2 separate regions of the Arachis hypogaea genome follow, and region 1 is linked to region 2. The links are chromatin contacts, called in public Hi-C maps. All regions are on one chromosome and are shown on one strand. Each heading gives the region's core, a stretch centred on a gene start, on an enhancer-like site or on the middle of the called end of the contact. The rest is flanking DNA. Distances are from core to core; before and after follow the strand shown. Region 1 holds the start of LOC112720461 (protein REBELOTE). Region 2 holds the start of LOC112720456 (ankyrin repeat domain-containing protein EMB506, chloroplastic).

What was found. Hi-C and Micro-C count contacts between places; a contact is called where the count stands out from the background.
Region 1: a Hi-C map of leaf shows a contact between it and region 2, with 2.5 times the contacts expected there. The contact joins the promoter of LOC112720461 here to the promoter of LOC112720456 in region 2. A contact is called at or near these places in 2 of 8 Hi-C or Micro-C datasets (both in leaf).

Annotation. Positions count from the first base shown.
Region 1 is chr11:18,446,369-18,453,109 of arahy.Tifrunner.gnm2.J5K5, reverse strand. LOC112720461 (protein REBELOTE) reads right to left here and starts at 3,223. Exons shown (of 16, transcript XM_072206553.1): 1 at 2,757-3,223; 2 at 1,543-1,590; 3 at 684-945.
Region 2 is chr11:18,142,502-18,148,999 of arahy.Tifrunner.gnm2.J5K5, reverse strand. It overlaps LOC112720456 (ankyrin repeat domain-containing protein EMB506, chloroplastic), which reads right to left and starts at 2,768. Exons shown (of 8, transcript XM_072206538.1): 1 at 2,339-2,768.

The DNA.
Region 1 (6,741 bases), core at 1,974-4,473, 300 kb before region 2:
TCTCCCTTTTTAAAACTAAAACCATGTTCTCTTATAAATAGGGATGGCAATGGGACGGATAGGAGCAGATTTTTACGCTACCCGACCCCACCCTGCCCTGCCCTACCAAACCCTACATAGAATGCGCCCGGCTACTTACGCAGGTAGCAAACTTCTGTACCCTAATTCTACCCACGGGGCACATTTCAGCCAAAATACAGCATGCAAAATAAACATATACAAAGTTAATACACATTTCAGCCACAAAAATATGCAACAATAAATATTGCATCCAGAACCCATAGTCATTTCATCAAGTTAATTTTCTCAACATCTAAAAGACTGTTCAACTACTAATATATTTTGCACGGGCAATCCTTGTTGCTGCTGCTGGGGGTTTTGATTATTCTGATAGGATGCTCATGTTTGGAGAAAGTAATGATGATCATAGAAGAAAGTTTCCATTAAATTAAATGAAGAAGAGCAAGTATTGATAAAAAAATTAAGATCACACAGTAACTAATCAAAGAAAATATACCTAGAGTGATGAGTGCAATACAAAAAAAATATCAGTAGCTGCCTGTGATGAAATATTTATACAAATATTACACATTTATGAAGATTGAAGAACAAGAGTAGATAAGCGGATGATTTACATGAATGCCCAAAATTGAAATTGAAAAGTTAAAATAACAGAAACTCACCAAGGAGGAGCGGAGGCGTGGAGTCTGGAGATTCTGGCCGCGAAGGAGGTGAAGGAGATGAGGCTGGGCGCTGGCGGAGGACGTGAGGCAGAAAAATGGTGACCGGTGAGGCAAGGACGGCGACGGCGGCAAGGAGAAGCTGAGGCTGAAGCCTGGAGGCAGGGTGGCGCCTGCAGCTGCTAGCAATTATTGTTGAGTCTGGCACTCTGCAAGGAAGAAGAAGACAGTCTGGTCTCTCCGGTGGTGATTGGTGAAAGTGGCGCTGTATCATAGAATAGTAGAATCAGTGTAGGCGGGATGCAGCAAAAAGAAAACCCTAATCATCAGATGAATTTTTAAAAAAATATATTAATTTTTTATTTATTTTTAATAAAAAGAGTGAAAACTCAAATGAAATTAATTTTATGTGAAGTTTATAGTTGAGAGTTATGAATTAATTTGACAGGTTTGATTAAATTATCATTTAACAACTCTTAACTATTAATTTTACATGAAGTTAACTGCATCTGAATTTCTATCTAAAAGGGGTAATATCAAGGTTCTGAAAACCGAACCGGTCATCGAACTGTTTTAGTTACTGGTTCACTAGTACATTGGTTCAACCATAGTTCAACTGGAAAAACCGATTTATAATAAACGCCTGATTCTATAAAAATTCAATGAATAAAGCAACTGGATCTAAACACTCTTCTACTGTGTTTTTTTACTTCAAAAGGGGAGCATAAACAACTAGTTCTATGAATAAACAAACTACAATGATATGCAATGCCAAAAATAGGCCAATGATGAAATAATAAAGGGCTTCTCTCTTCAATTCTATGTTCAAGCTTGTAGCAGACCAGAATAAACAGAATAATACCGTTGAAATAGTCTTTCTTCTTAATTCTTATATACCTCAAAAAATTTCCTGCAAAATGAAAATTGAACACAATACACAGCTTTAAAACAAAAACAAAACAACACTCAGAAATCAATCACCTCTTCCAAACACAACCTTAAAACAAAACAAAACAACATTCAGAGTATGAGCATTGATCACAAAAAATTGATTTCTGAAACAAAACAAAAACAGCAAAACAACATTCAGAGTTTGAGCATTGATCACAAAATATTGATTTATGAAACAAAACAAAAACAGAAGAACAACATTCAGAGTTTGGGCATTGATAACAAAAAATTGATTTCTGAAACAAAACAAACACAGCAAAACCAGCAGAACAGCATTTAGAGTTTGAGCATTGATCACAAAAAATTGATTTCTGAAACAAAACAAACAATCAACAAAACAATGAAAACAGAATTTTTTTTCCCTTCAGAAGAAGAAAACAATGAAAACATGAAGCATATAATAAATCAATGATCACCAATATCCAGCAAGAATCTCAAAGACAACAATAAATACACAACAACAATTTAGCAAATAAACAAGAACAAGACCTTAATAGAAAATCCAACAAATTATATCGTAGAAACCTAACAGTTTAGCAAATTAAACAACAGCAGCCCAACAATTTAGCAAATTATCAACTTAACAAGTTCAAGAACAGAGAATCACAACAAAAACAAAAAAAAAATAAAATAACAGAAGAACAACAGAACAACAACACGAACAATTAGCAAATTAACAAGTTCACACTACAGTTAAAATTTACCAGAAGAACACTAATGCAAGTGGAATCATCATGCTAATATGTTTTCTACAAAGATGCTATTTGTGCAGCTAAAATTTCCTAATTACTAAGATCCAAATATTCTAATTTCACATGCAATCAACTTACTAAGTTTCTAAAAGCTAGAAATGATAAACCAACCCGAAATATGGTTAAAGCATTTCATCAAACATGTTGAGTGCGGTAAACTTAAAACGAAATAAGAGAATTCAAAGCTTAATTTCAATGTGATAGAGAAGAGAACATAACTATTGTATACTTTAATTCAGTCTATGAAAAAAATCCAAACCACTACCAAATCAAATAGTTACTTATTGTAATAGAAATAAGAAGTTGCAGAGTTTGAAGCAGCGTATTGGTGTTGTGTGAGTGGATTGTCTGGTGGCGGGTTTAGGGAACTCACAGCGGCGACAAAAGAGAGCAGTTCGACGGCTAGGTGGAGCGCGCGGGTTGGGCAGAGTTTGAAGCAGAGCAACGTGGCTTCCAGACGAACGCGAATGCGAACCCGAACGGTGAACGGCGAGTGAATGCGAACGGTGAACGCCGAGCAAACTTGAACGGCGAAGAACGCGAACGAAGACGCGAACGTGAACGGCAAACAAACGGCGGCGGAAGCGCGGCTGGGCAGACAAAGACGACGGACGCCGAGCTCGAGGAAGCAGCTGCGATCGGTGACAGTGAACAGGGGTTGAAGACTTGGACCACGAGGGAAGCTAGATAGAAGGACGGACGGCGGCAGTATGCCACTCCTTGCGGCGGTGTAGGCTTACAGTGCTAGGGTTTTTTGGCTGAGTTTCTGCGAATGAAATAAAGGGAGGGAGATAGGGAGAAAGAAACGAAGGAGCTTCAGAACCAAGAGGGAAATAAGCCAAATTTTCCAAAAAACGACCCCGTTTCTTTTAAACCGGTCGGTTCACTGTTCCGTAATTCTTCTCCGGTTTTTTGAGAAACGGTTTCAGGGAGCAACCCGGACCACGATTACTGCCGGTTCACAGTTAGCCGGTCCGGTCCAATTTTCAAAACATTGGGTAATATCGAGTTTAGTTGCAATATTATTATGGTGAATGTTATAGTGCCTAAAAAGTGGTGCCTATTTACTAAAAAGGGTTAAAAGTTATTATTTAATTTAAAAGATATAAGAATAAATAATTTTTAAAAAATCAAAACTTACTACAAAAAGTAAGTTAGGCAAAGTTTAGACAAAAACTCATAGACACTATAGAATTGGCCTATTATTATTTACTATTGAACTTATGCATTAGTTTTAATTTACTCCTTAAATTATTTTAATTGTCTCTGTTTAGTCTCCAAATTATACAAACATGATTTACATTAGTTTTTGAGATAATTTTCTACACACAAACATTAATGAACTACTGATATACAGTCAGATGTCACATTGAACCTTAAAATGATGCAGTTGGTTTGGACACTCAATAGTTCAAAAACCATATTCTATACTTATTTTGGGAGAAAAAGTTTTAATAAACACTATTACGATGTTGTTTTTGAGCTATTTAAGTGTCAAAACTAAATTGACATCATTTTATAGAGTCTAGCATGGTATTCGACTGTCTACGTTAGCATTCTGTTAACTAAGTGGCAAAAATTATTTTATGGACTAACATTAGTTACGTTTGTCAAATTTAAAAATTAAATAGAGACAATTAAAATTTTAGAGATTAAATTGAGATTCGCATACAAGTTTAGGATCACACAATATTCATTTTCATATCATATCCTATACAATTCTTCTAAAAAATAGTCTGCAATTAGTGGAGTTCATCGCTGTCATGATGCCACTATTTATGCATCCTCACCAGTCATTGCCTCCCCATGCCATGCAACGATTCATAGTTTCATACATATATGATTAGCTTAATTAATTTATCTTTTTTACGTGAGACTTTGTCTTTTTCATTTGTCAATACATATTTGGTTTATTCCTTCGGATGAAATGTCATATTTGGTCCCTGAATTTTTAATCGTGCTTCAATTATACTCTTGACTTTAAAAAATTACCAAATAAGTTTCCAAAATTACAAAATATTATTCCTCGTTAGTCCTTTAGTAAACTGACATTAATGAGATGCTGATGTGGGATGTTAACTGCCATACTGGCTGCCTAATAAGTAGTTTGACGTAGACACTACAACATGTAAAAATGGTGTTCTAAATTAATTGTTTGTGCTCAAATCAATCCCATCATGAAATTTAAAACCTTAAATCCCTAAATTTGAGATCATCTTCGTTCTTTTCTTCTCTTTGTCTAAGAGATCTCGAATCTGAAAATCATCTTCGCATGGTTGTTGAATAATGATGGATGGTGGAGATACAAGTCAAGGAAGCTCAGATAGAAACTACTCAAGTGGGAGGAAAGGCATTCGACCCAGAGTTGCTGCCAAGAATGCAGTATTTTGCAACTACGGTTTGCGAGCAATAATCAAGTTTTTGAAAACACCAAAAAATCCAAGAAGACCATGTCATGGCTATCATAATTATGAGGTTTGTAGTTTGTCCAAGAAATTTCATGTTTCATACATTGAGGAAAGCTGATTTTAGCATTTATTTCTTCTCTTTCAGCATTTATTTCTTTTCTTTGTAGTATGGAAGCCATTGTAATTTTTTTCGTTAGGCTGATGGATACGATGGACAACAAGGTGTTGGTCAATTTCAGCAAGAAGTGGTGAATGAGTTTAAGTGGAGGCTAAAAAATTTGAAGAATGATATTAGGTCACTAAAGATGATGATGATGGTTATAGTGTTTTTGGCAGTGACTATCACTACTGGTCTTGTTGCTTGTTTGGTTAGCTTTTTAGTAAACAAACAATAGATAATAGAACTTTAGGATCCTGAATTTTGTTATGTATAAGCTAATATAAGATACTGTGTTATGCAATCATGAAATTAAAATGCAATATTGAAACAAGAACTTTCATTCATTTTGAGTTTGTGTATTTCTTAGCACCAAACATAATTTTGCCACATACATTATTAACAACATTAACATGATAAAAGATAGATATTTCCAAACCCAGCAATCCTAAATTCAGATTTCAAACAGTAATTATATAACATAACATAAAGGGTTAAGTTCAATTTTGGTCCCTAACGTAGGGGTCAAAAATTTGTTTCGTCCCTAAGTTTTTTTTTAAAACAAAATCATCCCCGAAGTTGACAGTTGTATTAAAATGGTCCTTTCGCACCAAAAATAAAATTTAATGACAACTCTGCCCTTTGCGGTTTCTCTCCCTTAATGTTCATTCCCGCGAAGTGCACACCTCCTCATGAAGCAACGCATAAACTTCCTTGAAACACTTGAGAACTGAAACATTGCTGCGAAACCCTCAGACGTAGGTGCGAACAGAAAGCATTGTCGCCATTGGGGAGGTTGAGAATCGGTGTGCTGAGACATTGGTGAGTGATCGTCATCGCTGCAGCAGCTGATTGTTCAGGTACGATTACTTTCCATCCCTCAAGCAATCACGTCAACTATTCACAACATGTTGTGGGTTTGGTTTTGATCACGATGTTGCTTTGTCCGAGCATTTAGGGGTTGAATGCAGGCTTTTGAGTCTGCTGCTATAGCTAGAGTTTGTGAGTAATGTATTCTACTGTATATGTGTTTGTGAGTAATGTATTCTGCTGTATTGCAGGGTTGACTGAGCAGAAGATGGTGTATATGAACGTGAGGGTGCATCATGGGGTGCATTCGGTTATGAGGAGGGGGTTTTTAAGTACCTAAAGGGTCAAAGTACCATCATCGAGGACATTGACAGCGATCGTTGGTCTTTGTTTGAGGCCTATGAAGAACTAAGGCAGTTTGGGTACTTGCAGGCCAACATTGTTACGTTGTGGTATAAAGATCCAAGCTTTGATGATTTGGAGACTTCCCTGAAGATGCTGAAGGGTGACGCAGAAGCAATCGAGATGTGCAACATTGCTGGGTTACGGGGCTTGGTAGAGTTGTATGTGGTCCACGATGTTGGCGATGCCGAGCCATTTCCAAAAGTAGGTTACGTCGACGTTGGGGGAGTTGCAGAAGAAGGAACAGATGATGGGCTGGGCTTGGTTGTTTTCGAAGGGCACGGGGCTGAGGAAGCAGGGGCCAGTGCCGAACCTAATAAGGCAACCGAGGGTGGAGATGTGGGGGATGATTTTCAGGTAGATGGAAGTGAGTCCAATGACGAAGACAGTGAGGACCCTGAGTACATGCCATCTGATGAGGAGGGAGACAGTGTAGGAGAGGTGCACTTCACTGATAGTGATGAGGATTTTGAGGGTGATAGTGGATTTGATGATGGTAATTCTATGCCGGAAGAAGCTACTGCTGGGAAGGAAAAGGGTAAAGGTATAAATCAGTTTAGTGATGAGAATGGAGCAGATAG
Region 2 (6,498 bases), core at 1,519-4,018:
ACCCTGAGTGATTTAGTGACTTTATCACTGAGCAGAACAAATGGAAATTCAAGTAGTGGTAGGAAACATAGCTTTCAAGGTTTGTTATGTGATTTTCTTGATGGGAATTATGCTTATCGATTACATAGCATCATGACCAGTTACAAAAGACTTTCTCCCTGATGCTCTGAGTTTGGGTTCAAGATTAATTATCAAATGAGAATAAAGGAAGCCCCAAGATTTATGCCCAGAAAGTTAGAGCTAAACTGAAAGACTAATGATATGCGGTCTATTGACTGAGTTCTATTGGGGATATGTAGAGAAGAAATTCATGTGCTTGTGAGTTGTGATAGTTGGTTGCTATTAAGAAATCTCATAGTAAAGTTTGATAAATTCATTCCACTTTAGAAATATGTTTTTCAGTAAATTTAGGATTTGGAGAAAGTTTCATATGCCTTTCACTTTATTTCTTTCACTCAACAGTTGTCACTGATCAATTATATAGTTCACTGACGATACAAACTTGAATTATCAAGAAATGCACAAGAAGCATATCTAAAATACCATATTAGTTGGAAAATATTTTAAATTTTAGCATAAAAGAACTACTCTTCTATAGCTACACATGATTCAAGAAAGTACAGAGAACAAATCCTACCAACATCATAAACATGTTACGCATACATGTGTCTATCTTTTGAACCCATCCATAATATCTTTTAATTCATGTCAAATCCTGCTTAGCTTAGATATGCATTCTTGAACTCCAATAATATCATGCAGCGTAGAATCCCACCAGTGCCTAATATTCTGCCTATATCGCCATTAGTTGCCATCGAAACTAGAAATGTGTATCATATAGAGAACTCAAGAATCAATTTGAAGGATTGCTCAAAAGAAATTGAAACAGTTTAAACTTCGAGGGTAAAATTAAAACTTTAACAAAGGTTAAGAAGAAGAAGGAGTGGTTCATCAATCAAAAGAAGAAAGAACGATGAACACAGAAAAGAAAAAAAGATAAAACATTTATCGAACAAAATGATAAAAGTTGGAAGACAAACCAAGAGCGGAGGAAGAGGATCACCTCCGGCGATGCTGTGGCCAGAAGCCGTTAGTGCTTCCGCGAGCAAAAGCTAGAAAGCAGATAGAACGAGAGTGAGAGAGAATCAAGGTTGTGAGAACCGAACCGGTCAATGAACTAGTGGAGTGACTGGTTCAATGGTTTAGTAGTTCAACCGGAGTTCAACCGGTTTAATTAAATATAAAATAAAATTATTAAAAATTTTATATAATTTCAAATATTTAAATTCAATGAATTGTAAACTAATAAAATTCAAAATTTCACAATTTCACATAATAAATTATCTATAATTTATCATTAGAAGTTCACAAACAACTTCAAACATCAAAGTTTATAATTAAAAAAAAATCAAAATGCACATATATGCTCCTCATCACAAAGTAAACTAACACAAGTGTTCAATATTAGCTAAGATCAATTATTTGGTATTCTTCAGACTAATTAAGGCATTACCATATAAAGTACACTATTAAGGAAACTAACATCAAGTCATATATGCTACTAAGCAAACTTAACACAGGTTCATATAACTTAGAATGCCACATCCCCAAGAAAATAACAGAGTGAAATTCCAGGGCTTTTCAACAATTTTCTGGTTGGCTTTAGATGAGGCTATGTATTTCGCAATATTGGCGCAGCAAACAAGCTTATCAGTTTTCTCATCCGGGATTTCAACTGAAAACTCTTCTTCCAGCATCAATCAGAGCCGGATCCAATTGAAGAGCACAAGTATCTCAATTACATATTGACACACTCACTCCGAGCAAAGCACCATCAACAAGTCAGAATCAGAAAAATCAGTAACCAACAACTCAGAAATCAGAATCAATATAACAAAACTTAACAATGCAGTGAAGCACATAAAGGATAACACTTATCCGCCACCAGAAGAAACAACAATAACAAACAAGTTTTTAAGTTTAACTAATTTTACTCACGAACAAGCCAACAACTAATAAATTAACTCAGAATTAGAACAATAGCACAAAAATAACTCAGAAATTTATCAATAATCAACAATAATTAACAAAATAACAACAATCCAGCCCTGTTAATAACAATGAACAACGAAGAAAATTAACTCTGAAAACAACAATTAACCCAGAAAGACAGCAATTAACTCCCAAAAATGAAACTGAAGAAGCAGTGGAGGAATGGAGGCTTACAAACTCAGAAATTCAGTAACGCAAAATAAGGAAATTAACAAACTCAATCAGAAATCGGAAAACCAAACAAAATACAAAACAAGCAAAAATAAATTGAAGCAGCAGTGCTTACTGCCGGTGAAGGAGGAAGGCAAGTGACGGCGATGAGTGGGAAGTGACGGCAACGGAGAAAGGAAAGTGAGCACGGACACAGAGCAACAGACAGCTCGAGGAGGGATGCTGGCTTCAGACAGAGAGAGAGAGAGAGCTCGAAAAGACGATGACTGACCGATCAACCTTCGCGACGGCAACGCCACCGGATCAACGCGTCCTCGTGCGACGGCGACGAGAAGAGGAGCGATGAGAACTACGAAGTGTTCTGCGATGAGAAGAGTGAGACGGCACCCACGCTTTGTCCCGGCCGGCGGCGACAGCACCCTATACCGGAGGAGAAGAGTTCGGCGATGAGGGACGGTGACGGTGGCTGGCTGGGCTTAGGATTAGGTTTCAGAAGTGAGAGAAAGGGGATGGGGTATTTCTTCGTTCTTCTTCCGTCGTTTTTCATTGATGCACCGAACCGGAGACCATGCAAAAAACCCGGCCGATCCCCGAGGTTCACCGATTAACCGCCGGTTCGATCAGTCCTCTGACCGGCTTTTACAAGGCGGTTTTATACCTTAATAAAATTGGCTAAGTGACCGATTCTCAATTAATCCGATCGAACCGGTTGGTCTGGCTCCGTTTCCAGAACATTGGAGAGAATAGTGTTCTTATCTACGAAGCACATACACTTTGCTGAGTTATCGTGTCCGCGTGTCGGACACATTTCGAATACGATACTCATTTGACACGCGTGTTTGCCGTGTCCAACCGTATCTTAATAAAAAATAAAAAATTCTTTCCCGAACACACTTGTCTAGCCTTATTCTTAACATGTCTTCTTGAAATGAGTTTAGAAATAATATTTATTATTATTTATTAAAATAAAAAATATTTTTAATATTTTTAATAATTAAAAAAGATATTAAAAATAATTAAAAAATTATTTTATATTTTAATATCAAAATATCATTATAATTTAACTAAAAAATACTTTATGTTTTATATAAATGCCGTGTCTCTGTGTCTTATAAGATTTTAAAATTCATGTTTTCGCGTGTTCCGTGTCGTATCATGTCCCGTATCTGTATCAGTGTTCGTGCATCATAGGTTCCCCTCATAAAATGGGGATTAGGATTTTATTATTAAAATCCTAAATTACCCTCAAATTTTGACAAAAGCAATTCGGCGTCCCAATTTTCATGCAACTATATAACTGTGTTCTTGGGCCGGACCGGACCAGACCGAGTAGATTTGGATTCGGTCCTAAGGCTACTAGATCTATTTTGACTCGATATGAAAGTGATCCGAAATAAATCAAATTAAATCGGAATCTACCCAATGTAAAATTAGTATATAAATTTATAAATTTTATATAATAAAGTAATAAAATTTATTTTTAAAAATTAAATTTAACAAATACTATATTATATTTATATCAAAATAAATTATTTTAAAACAAAAATAACACCGTATAATATAAAAAGTATAAATTAAAATATAAAAATATAATATGACATTATTAATTTTACTCTAATATATATATATATATATATATATATATATATATATATATATATTATTGTAAAAAATAACTTTGGACCAAACCTGGCGATCCAAAACATAATTCCGAACCCGACCCAAAAATAACATCAAGTAGAAACGGCAAAATATGCCTTAGGTCTGGGTCGGATTTCGGACCGAGTCGAGTCTTGAACACCCATACATAGAAGTTTAATCTCTTGGTTGCCCAATTAATACATGAAAAGCTATTTGTGAAAACAATTCCGCTAGATAGACAACAGGGATTGTAAACAACGTAAACAATGAGATACATCTTACACCCACTAAACATGAAAACAACATCCAATGTAATTACTCCATCGTGTTTCCAATTTTACTTTTTCATTTTACCTTCTTTCCTAACCTAAACCCTATTTTAACCTGCCCCTAATGTTAATCCTGTTTTGTCACCGCATCACCTCACTGCCACCTTCCCTATCGTCGGAAACGAAGCTTCCCAATGCTGCCCTCGTCCGTTATCGCTAGCTCGCCGAGGAGAATCGTAGTTCTCCCGTTGCTCGGTTGCCGCACCATTGCTGATGTGTCACCTCCGTGTAGTCGCGTCTTCTCTCCATCCTTCGTGCACCACTGCTCTGCACATTTCGAAGCCCTGCCGCTGCTCCAGCGCTGCACCTCTGTCCTTGCTTCCACGCCGCTACGTCGTGTCTTCGCCACTTCCATCGTGTGCCGCTTTGCTTTGTTCACCCAAATGGTATGACCCAAATAAACATCCACATCTTATTGAAAAGAACTATCCGCATACAAAGTAAAATGAACATCCACCTTAGTTGATAAGAAACAACTAACAAGTTGACCAAAATACCATCCGTGCTCCATGTTTATGGCGTAACGCAAACCCAACTTGAATTCAAGCAAAATTAAACTAAATCTAATCCAAACCACATAACAAAAGAAACCTACGGAGCATGTGTATGCAGAATCAAACAAATTAAGTAAAATATCAATGGTATACCCAAATAAACATCCACTTTAGAATGAAAAGAACCATCTGCATACATAGTAAAATGAACATCTGACTTAGTTGATAAGAAATAAATAACGAGACAGCAACCGTGGGAGGCACCGGGGTCGCGATACAGCGGCGACGATGGCACAAGATTGCAAGAAAGCGGTTGCGACGGCTGCATGTGTAACACGATACAACGGCACTCGCGGCCGGGTTCGCACTCGTGGACGAACGGGCACCTCGCGACGGCTCTCCTTCCGGTGGCGGAGGAGATCTGTGTAGGCGGGTCGGCGGCACATTGCGGCGGAGGTATGAACGGCAGGCGGTTAGAGGAAATGGGAGAACGATGCGAAGAGATGGAAGGTGACATTGTTTGAAAAAAAAAATCAAAAATAAAAAAAATTAGGGTAAAGTATTTTTTTTGTCACTAAAAATTGACAAAAGTTTCAAAAATATCCCTAAGTTTTATTTTGTTTCAATTTTGTCCCAAAAGTTTTCGATTTGCATCAAATATATCCTTGATAGCTAATTTTTCAAAAAATTTAAGACCAATTCAACAACAATTTCATAAGAACAACTTTCAACACAAGCAAATCAAGCATAATTTTTATGCATTATTGTTAGATTGGTCTTAAATTTTTTCAAAATTTAGCCGTCGAAGGTATATTTGATGCAAATCAAAAATTTTTGGGACAATTGAAACAAAATAAAACTTAAGAGTATTTTTAAAACTTTTGTCAAATTTCAGGGACAAAAAATATACTTTACCCAAAAATTTAAAATTATGTTTAAATCTAATTAATTCAAAAATTGATTTTTAAAATTAAAATTAATTTGTCTCTTTTTAACTATTATTTACTTTGTTCAGAAAAAACGTTGTTCCTAAACTTTCTCTTTTGAAAATTTAGATATAGTCTTTAGGTAAAGTTGTTAATTAAAAATTGTTAAAATAATTTGAGATATTTGATTAAGAGCTTATTTGGATGAGTATTTAAGAAAATATCTTTTTTCGAGTTATCTTTTTTCAAAAAGTCTTTTAAAAAAGTAAAAATAATTTTTTATGTTTGAATATCTTACATAAAAATATTTATTTATTTATTAATTATGTTTGAGTACAACTATATAAAATTATTTTTTATTTATTATGATAAAAAATTTTAAATAAATTTTTTTTGAAAAAGATATAAATTATGACTTCTAAAAAAACTATTTTTTATTTTTCTGGTGTTTTTATTTTTATTATTAAAAATTTGTTAAACACGCTAAAAAAATATTTTTTCAATAATTTAATGACACCTAAATAAGCTCTTAACTGTTATCTAACGGCACTCAATTATCAATAATTAATATAAAAAATTGAAAGACTTCTTGTTGTCTTTGATTAACAATTAATATAAAAAATATCTTTAGAAGAATTAAATTTTAATTATTTTTTTTACCCAAAATAAGATTTTATTCATTAAAGGTAAAATTTTTTATATTCATTGATTTTTTTTTTTTAAATAAAAGTTAGGAGTATCAGTATGCTTTTCGAAAAAAGAAATATCCAAAGTCCAAACTGAAGAAAAAGAATGTAAATTAGTTATATGAACAAATTTTTGTAATAAAATCCAACCTAACTTTCTTTTTCTTATACTTCTCTCTTTATTTTTTCTTCAACTAAA